Linked DNA regions of Anas platyrhynchos: region 1 is linked to region 2. Evidence: chromatin contacts called from public Hi-C data. All regions are on one chromosome and are shown on one strand. Each heading gives the region's core, a stretch centred on a gene start, on an enhancer-like site or on the middle of the called end of the contact. The rest is flanking DNA. Distances are from core to core; before and after follow the strand shown.

Region 1 (3,944 bases), core at 662-3,161, 50 kb after region 2:
CATACATGGTTTGATTTCCAGAAGACCCAAAGTCTTTTCTAGCCGAGGGGCTCCCTAACATGCACCCACAGCTAGACTGTAAATGGTTTGATTTTTAGAAGTGCATGTGCAAACCACTTCCATTTAATGCAGTGGGAGCTGCTGTGGAACTCCAGCTTATAAACCTAAATAGTTACCATGGATCTCCAGCTTATAAACCTAAATAGTTACCAAGGGTTTTACTCGAAATCATGGGACATTCTCTGGAAGAGGTGTGGTTTTTATTGTTGTTTGTTTTTGCACAGCCTACCAGTGTCTGAAAATAACAGAAAAAGTGTATGAGTTAAGTCAACCATGAGAAGTGGTTTTGTTTATTTTTCTTAGGTTTGGCAAGTAAAATAAATACTATTCTAGAACAAAAGACAGCACTTGAGCTTTCCTTCCAAGAAATAATTATATTTGCAAAACAATATCAGGAGAAAGATCTTTTTACTCAATAGGTAAAGTAAATTGGACAGTCGTACAGTCTCAAAACCTCTCTTTGCTCAAGATCTGAACTCCTACTGCCTGCTGCTGTTCCCATGCACATCCTAAATATTTATAAGACAGAAAGAATGGCAAAGGTTAGGGAATCCTAAGCATGGACATCACAAAAAAGAAGACACTTCAGTTGTGTTTAACTTGTGTTTTAAACAGAAGAACCCAAAGCTTCTACAGCATATTACACACAAACCCTTGCTCCAGGACAGATTTCATGCCAGATGCAGATCACAAGAAAGGAGATGCCTAACCAACCCCTTCTGCAGTAATAACCAAAGCTGCAGTCTATATGAATTGTGCCTACTCAGACCAATTCCTCAACCACATAAATCTTGATGCTTAAGAGACAGCATAAGACAGACAAGCAATCCTGAACTCCCTCTGAGAAAGCTGCTATGAAAACAGAGGTTCAGAAATGAAGCATTCCACATCCTTTATTCCACATTCCTAGCCAAACGTTTTATGCATCTATCTGAAAGGTTACAACCTAAAATTTAGAAATTAGACTACAGAAATGAAAGCCTGCTGACTAACAGTTTACAAAAGCAGCTTATCTGTGTATTCCAAACGGCACTTGCAGTTTCTAAAGAGTCTTGCAATCATGGTTTGCTTTTTTCATGTTCAGGCACATTGCAAAATAATTTAACATCTAGGGTGTTTTAGTCTGTCTCATTGCTTGGAAATCCTCACAGACTGATGTACAATCAGTTGTCTAGGCTCAGAAGGAAAGCTACCAATACTCGGGTATGGAGGAGATTAACCACAGAAATTTCTCCCATCAGGATGACTTCCTAAAGAGGGAATCTGTAACCGCAGCTGATTTGTGAGAGACATTTCTTCAAAAACACAAAATTATGTACCATTAAACAAGAGCCCAAAGAGTTCCACAAACATGAAATCTTGATAAATACATGAGGTAGAAAAATAATATTTTAAAATATTTTGTAAATAGTATAAAGAAATTGCAGATCAGTTTAAAATAGAGTTTCTGTAAAGCACCTTAGGAAGTTACAGCTCAAAAAACAATTACTGAGTTTTTTTCCTCATCTGTTTGAGAGAGATTTTTGCTTTAACAGAACTATTTCCAGGCTGTCCCTATAAAATGGATCCGCCTGACATTGGGAGATTTTACACAGCTCAAGGCAAACAAGGTTAGGAGTAAGAGAGAAATTCTGCCAGCTTCAGCTGCCACTGTATGCAAGTTGAGAAGCTATTTACTCTGTTGTTTTGAACACTTGAAGGTTTGTAGGGATAAAATCCTGGCAGTCAGCAATTCAGCTGCAGATATTTTACATATATGAGTCCTTATTTATATTCTACCCCTGACACAAAGTAAGCAACAGAAAACATGAAGTGAGCTGTAGGCAAACAGTACTCTGTCCGCAGAGGTCACGTACAGACAAGCCCATCTCCATTATCAGGAGGACTAAACAAGTGTTCTTTGAATCCTTCACACTCGTAGAGAGATCCCAGGTCCTCTTACTGCCAGAGTCAAGTGTTCCCAGGATCCAAGAGCTTGCTCTTCGGGAGCTGGTCGTATACTAACTCCAGGAAGTTGCAGAGCACTGTTCCAAATCCTGTTTATGCCAAATGGCGTGGTGTAACTTCAGAGACTTAAGGAGTACTTTCAGTTCTCTTGAGAGTGCTGTTGTTTCACCAAGGATTCTTTTCATTGTTCTCTGGATACCTGAATGTATTCTAATTACAATCTGAAGTTCAAATAAATTAATTGAGAGATAAAAGATGTTTATTTCTATTTATAATGCATTTGTGTGTACAGACATTTTAATTAGTTATGTCAGACTATTTATTTTGTACACATAAATATGTCAACATTTTAAGCAGCATAATTAAGGTGAGAATTATTTTGTTCTTATTTGATACATTTTCATTCATTAAGGGAAATTAAAAAAAAAGACACCAATACAGTCTTGGAGGATCTGGGGCCCAGTGCTTACAGATGCCTGTTAGAGAATACTGTATTTTATAACTAGTAGTCAAAATGTTAATTTAGATACTCCAGAAGAGACACAAAGTAAACCTACAGCTGATAATCAGATCTAAATTTTCAATAAGTGCCAGTATAATGCAAAGTACACTTTTCAAATGCTGTTTACATCCTACTGTTTGCCACCTACACACTGTCTTTTAGCTGACCATCAGGAAATATTTGAACATGAAAGCTTGCAGTGCTCTTTTGAAAGCTGACTAATAGTGATTATTAGGAATTATCAATATTATTCATTCCAACATTTGGCAAAAAAAAAAAAAAAAAATCACATTTTCATTTTAAAAAATAACAAAAATGAGGAATAAGTTATAAGCTTTAGCTTAGGTGTCCCTATCATTCTTTTCTGCACAATACTGAAACGGGCTTGACTCTCCCCATCCCTTCTGTACTTGCTGTTAAAGCAAAGCTGCTGGATCAGCTCGGCTGCAGGCTCCTCTGACTTGGATATCCAACAAGACCTCACATCCTTTTGGAATGAGGCCCGCTTGCCTTTCTCATTTTACCAGCCCTAATATAACCACAAGGTTATTCTCCACTCTCAAACTAAGATTTGGCCCTTCAACACTTTGTGTCACGCTAAGTAAGCCATTCCTCTTTAACAAGATTACCCTTTGATTACCTCTTTGGAAGGCAATAGATCAATCGATATTAATAAAATCATTTAGACAGAGGCTTTAGTATCCAAATGTATGTATTCCAAATTGAATTTCACTTTTACCTTTAAGTTCTTTAATATTTTTAGTAAGCAGTCTGTAGAAGTGAGTAGCTTGTTAAGTGCCAATTGCTTCATTACAAAATATTAATCACCTTTATGGTTTCTTTATACCAGTGCCTCAGTAAAACTGATTTAAAATGTGGACAGCAGGATTAGAAAGGAATGATTTTCTATAGCTTTCTATAGCACTCATAACTGGCTTCTCGCAGGTCTATGACAGTACTAATCTGACAGAAAAGATCAGGGCATTCATACCACTGCTGCCACCTACAGATTATCGAATAACTACTGAGAGTTGAACTGACACTACCACATTTCCCCAGTGAGAACGCTGATAGATAGGCAGGCAGGGGAGATGGACTGTATTTTCATGAAGCTCACAGAAATCAAGTATCTTGAAGGCTGATCTCCCTCATCAGCTTCAGGTGAAATTTATTAATGGGTTTAAAAGTTGTTAAAGGAGGCACAGACACCAAGAGATTACACACAGTGTCATTTGAAAAACAAGGCTTGCTCTGTTTACTTTATTATCACATATATGCCCTGCAATAGGTTTCATCAGATGGATTATTATAACATCACACTGCAACATTTTTCCAATAGTACTTACTTGGAAAGGCAAAACAGAGCCTTGTCAAGTGAATCTGACCCAGCAAACCAAAGAATCTCACAGGGCTCTATTCAACAAACAAGGACAAC
Region 2 (3,447 bases), core at 282-2,781:
GAATTACTGGTCCCTTCTCCATGTTGTTTCACCAGGTATAGTTGCTCCTTATTAAAATTTAAACTATATAAATGATAAAAAAAAAAAATAAGTTCTCCCTCTTGACTTATTTCTGGGCAGATGCACAAAGCCAAGGAAGGAACACGTGTCTGGCTTTTCAGCACTTTCTTACAGGTTTTAGTGGAAATCTGTTGCTGCAGCAGTATCTGCCACAATGTTTTCACTTTTTTTTTTATTTTTAATTTGATTAGTATCAGTTACTCCTTTAATGTTTGCAATCTTTTTCCATTAATCTTTGCAGAGTCTCATCCTACACAAAGGCAGAGCTAATGAACTCGAGTTTCTCCCCACTATAAAGCTTAGTCCTACTATCAGTTGGAACTCAAACCTTCTTCTTTTGCTCCTTTTAGCCACCCCCCCCCCTTTTTTTTTTTTTTTTTTTTTTTTTTTTTAAGAACTTCCATTTTCCCCTTCTTGCCTTTCAAGATTAGAAACCTGAGGGGAAAAACACAGCATGGATCCAAACCAACAGTGTCAATATTTTAACTTGCATTTAATCCTAAAGACAACTTTCACAACTCCTGGGAGAGATGCATACATTGCAGAGAGGCAAGACATGCACATTTGGGCCATATCCTGTTCAGGTCCGTTTTGTCTTCACTTGGCCTACACACGAGTGATGGGAAAAAAATCTATTTTGCCTCATGCACATGTAAATCTCTATTACTTACAAATTGCTTATGTATAATATTCTTAACCACTGCAGAAATAAAACTTGCTCACATGGCTTATGTATGTACTACAGAGAAACATAATTGCCCCAGTTTTGTCTAATTCAAACACATCACTTATGGCAACATGGCATCTGACCACCACACAAAATCATCCACAAAAATTAATTTTTGCTCTTGCTTTTTTTTCCTTCTTCATAATGACAAGAGCTGACTTTAGGTGTGTTTGGATTAGAAAGATCAGAAAGACTAGACTTGGGTAGCATGTTATTTCCTTTTACTCTGAAGCAGAGGTTTACGGCTACCGTCACTGCAGAGTCAGAGGCCACACTCCAAAGATGTGCTTTTTCCAGCACTCACAAGCCTCATTCTTGTGGTTTACAGTTCCTTGTTTTATTGAAATGTAGCTGTTTGGAGAGGTGACTAGCTGTATGTGTATGTGTAAGACCCAGTAAGTACAAGCTGTGCTGTTAAGGGATAAGGAGGGGAACAGATGAAAAATGAGTTCTCAGAACTCAACTTTCTATTTACCGTGTTATCAAGCAGGGTGCTTGCAACTGAGAGACTAGAGTAGTCTTTTTAATGACAAAACTTGAGAAGTAGAGATAATGTTTATTTTATGTGTGGGTAAGCAGGGGCATACGAAGGTTAAATCACTTACATAAGTCACATGTTAAGTCAGCATTAAAACCAAGAATAGAAACCAAAAGTCATGCCTCCCAGTCCAAAGCTTCTAATGATTAAACTACATCCTTTCCTTTGGCCTGCTACATAGCACCTATCAGAGTACAAAGTATACCTCCATGACACTTTGATGTGGTATCTTAAAATACTTTTGCAAATCAGACATGGTCATCTCATGGATATGCAACAGTTTACATTGTGCGTTCATCTCAAAGTGGAGTGGTAGCAGGCACCCTCAGAACATACTGAATTCCAAAATCGAGAAGTACACCTACTGAAATCAAGTGCTTCCAAATTACTCTTATTGAAAAGTGGAAGCTGACGGAAAACCGGTAGAACAAGAACCTCAAGGGAACAACTATAAGCAGGCAGTTAACTTGCGAGTCTGAGAGTTAAGCAGGATCAAGTTGATGCATCACCTTTAAAGTAAACAACACAATTTTGTACATGATGAGAGAAGTAATTAGCAGCCCAGGTAATGCCCTCAGTACAGGAAGAATGGATTGTGAAAACCTCAGGCAAATGACAGTTCAGTAGCTACAGATCAAATCTGAGTTAAAGTATACACACGTGCCTACCTGGCAGCTCATCAAGCAACATTACACTGTCTAATCTAAACGAACTTCAGCTTCAATATTAAATTGTGTTTGTGCAGGCAGAAATCAACCAGTGAAAGAAAGGCACTGTGACAAGATGCGTACAAGAGTTCAAAGGAATCTGATTACAGATTTTCTGATTGCAGTGTTTCTTGATAACTGGTTGCTAGCAGCGGAGTTGTGGTACCAATTCATTGGGGAAGTACTACAAAATCCCCCCCCCCCCCCCGTAACAACCTAGCAGCAAAATGACTTAAAGAAAAAGTGACAACTTCAACTCTGGATCCTAAGAGTTGGAAAAAGATTAAACGGGGGAAAAAATAAAAATAAAAACAACTGTTGAAATTGCTCCAAGCAGCTTATGATAACATTTCTGGAAAGACTAGAAACCTTGGAAGGAGCCTCCCATGTGGTCCTTTTCAGTTCCACGTAGTATTTATGGAATTGCTTCAGCATTACTTCTACCTGTGGTCTCTCCTCAGACAGCCTCCTCCAAATGCTATGATTCACTGTTCAAGGAGCTTAGAGCTCATACCAGACCATGAGAACTGAGGTCTTCCACAAGGCCTGAGAGATTATGCAGCCTCCACAGCAGAAAACTGACCTAAAACAATTGGACATAATGCAGAGGACGTATTCTGTCTATCCTTAATAGGGGCATCTACCTCTGCTCATTTTACCAGCTTATCTGCTCCCCTGCTTGAAACCAATCCCCCATAGGGTATGTCAATCACAATTTTGACTAAAGTCAAATTTTCTCCCTGAATAGTTAGAGATCCACTGATTTCAGTGCTTTCAGTTGCAGCAGTCTTGAAACCTACTTCAGGTATTAGTAACTTTATGTGTATAGTACACAGATAGGAGGTAACAAGGGTGTAAAGCAGCCACTACTTCTAAATAAAGAAAATGCTAGTCAAACAAACAGGCAACTGTTGTTTACTTCAGCTATTTTCCTTCACCAGCAGTATGTTTTAGAAGTCATTCAGTGTTTAACACAGAAAAAATGATTGAGAGAACTAAAGTAATTCTTTCTTTTTTTTTGTAGCAATGTTTATTGCTGAATTTTTCCACAAGTTTCACTGCTTAAGCAAGCAAAAAAAAAAAAAAAAAAAAAAACAAAAAACAGTTTAGTAAGTCTTAATCGGCATAAACATAATAAAATCTACCACATATACTTCCATTTCACTATTGAAATATTCAGAGGTTCAACACTACCGAACAGAAGTAGGAATAGGAGGATAGAGGTATCCAGGAGAAAGGAACCCTTGCTCAACAGGGGAGGTTGAGTCCAGTGCTAACCTCCCTTCCTCCCTCCCTCCTCCACCTCTCTCGCCCAAAAGAAAAAAAAAAAAAAAAAAAAAAAAAAAAAAAGAGTGGGAGGAGGTATTGGGCTAAACATGGCATTTCATCTTGAGTATCAGTGGGCCACATAAACT

The links. Hi-C and Micro-C count contacts between places; a contact is called where the count stands out from the background.
Region 1: a contact with region 2 is called in a Hi-C map of F1 follicle, with 3 times the contacts expected there. The contact joins two enhancer-like sites. A contact is called at or near these places in 4 of 8 Hi-C or Micro-C datasets (F1 follicle, F5 follicle, skeletal muscle and 1 more).

Annotation. Positions count from the first base shown.
Region 1 is chr4:44,098,545-44,102,488 of IASCAAS_PekinDuck_T2T, forward strand. The region is part of intron 1 of JADE1 (jade family PHD finger 1); the gene reads right to left. Among named protein-coding and RNA genes, the nearest start is that of JADE1, 7.7 kb to the right of the region's middle. Within about 2 kb of position 1,912, at least 2 of the 8 cell types and tissues checked have an H3K27ac peak or open chromatin away from gene starts, as enhancers often do. A contact at or near this core is called in F1 follicle, where this site is marked.
Region 2 is chr4:44,048,435-44,051,881 of IASCAAS_PekinDuck_T2T, forward strand. The region is part of intron 1 of JADE1 (jade family PHD finger 1); the gene reads right to left. Among named protein-coding and RNA genes, the nearest start is that of JADE1, 58 kb to the right of the region's middle. Within about 2 kb of position 1,532, at least 2 of the 8 cell types and tissues checked have an H3K27ac peak or open chromatin away from gene starts, as enhancers often do. A contact at or near this core is called in F1 follicle, where this site is marked.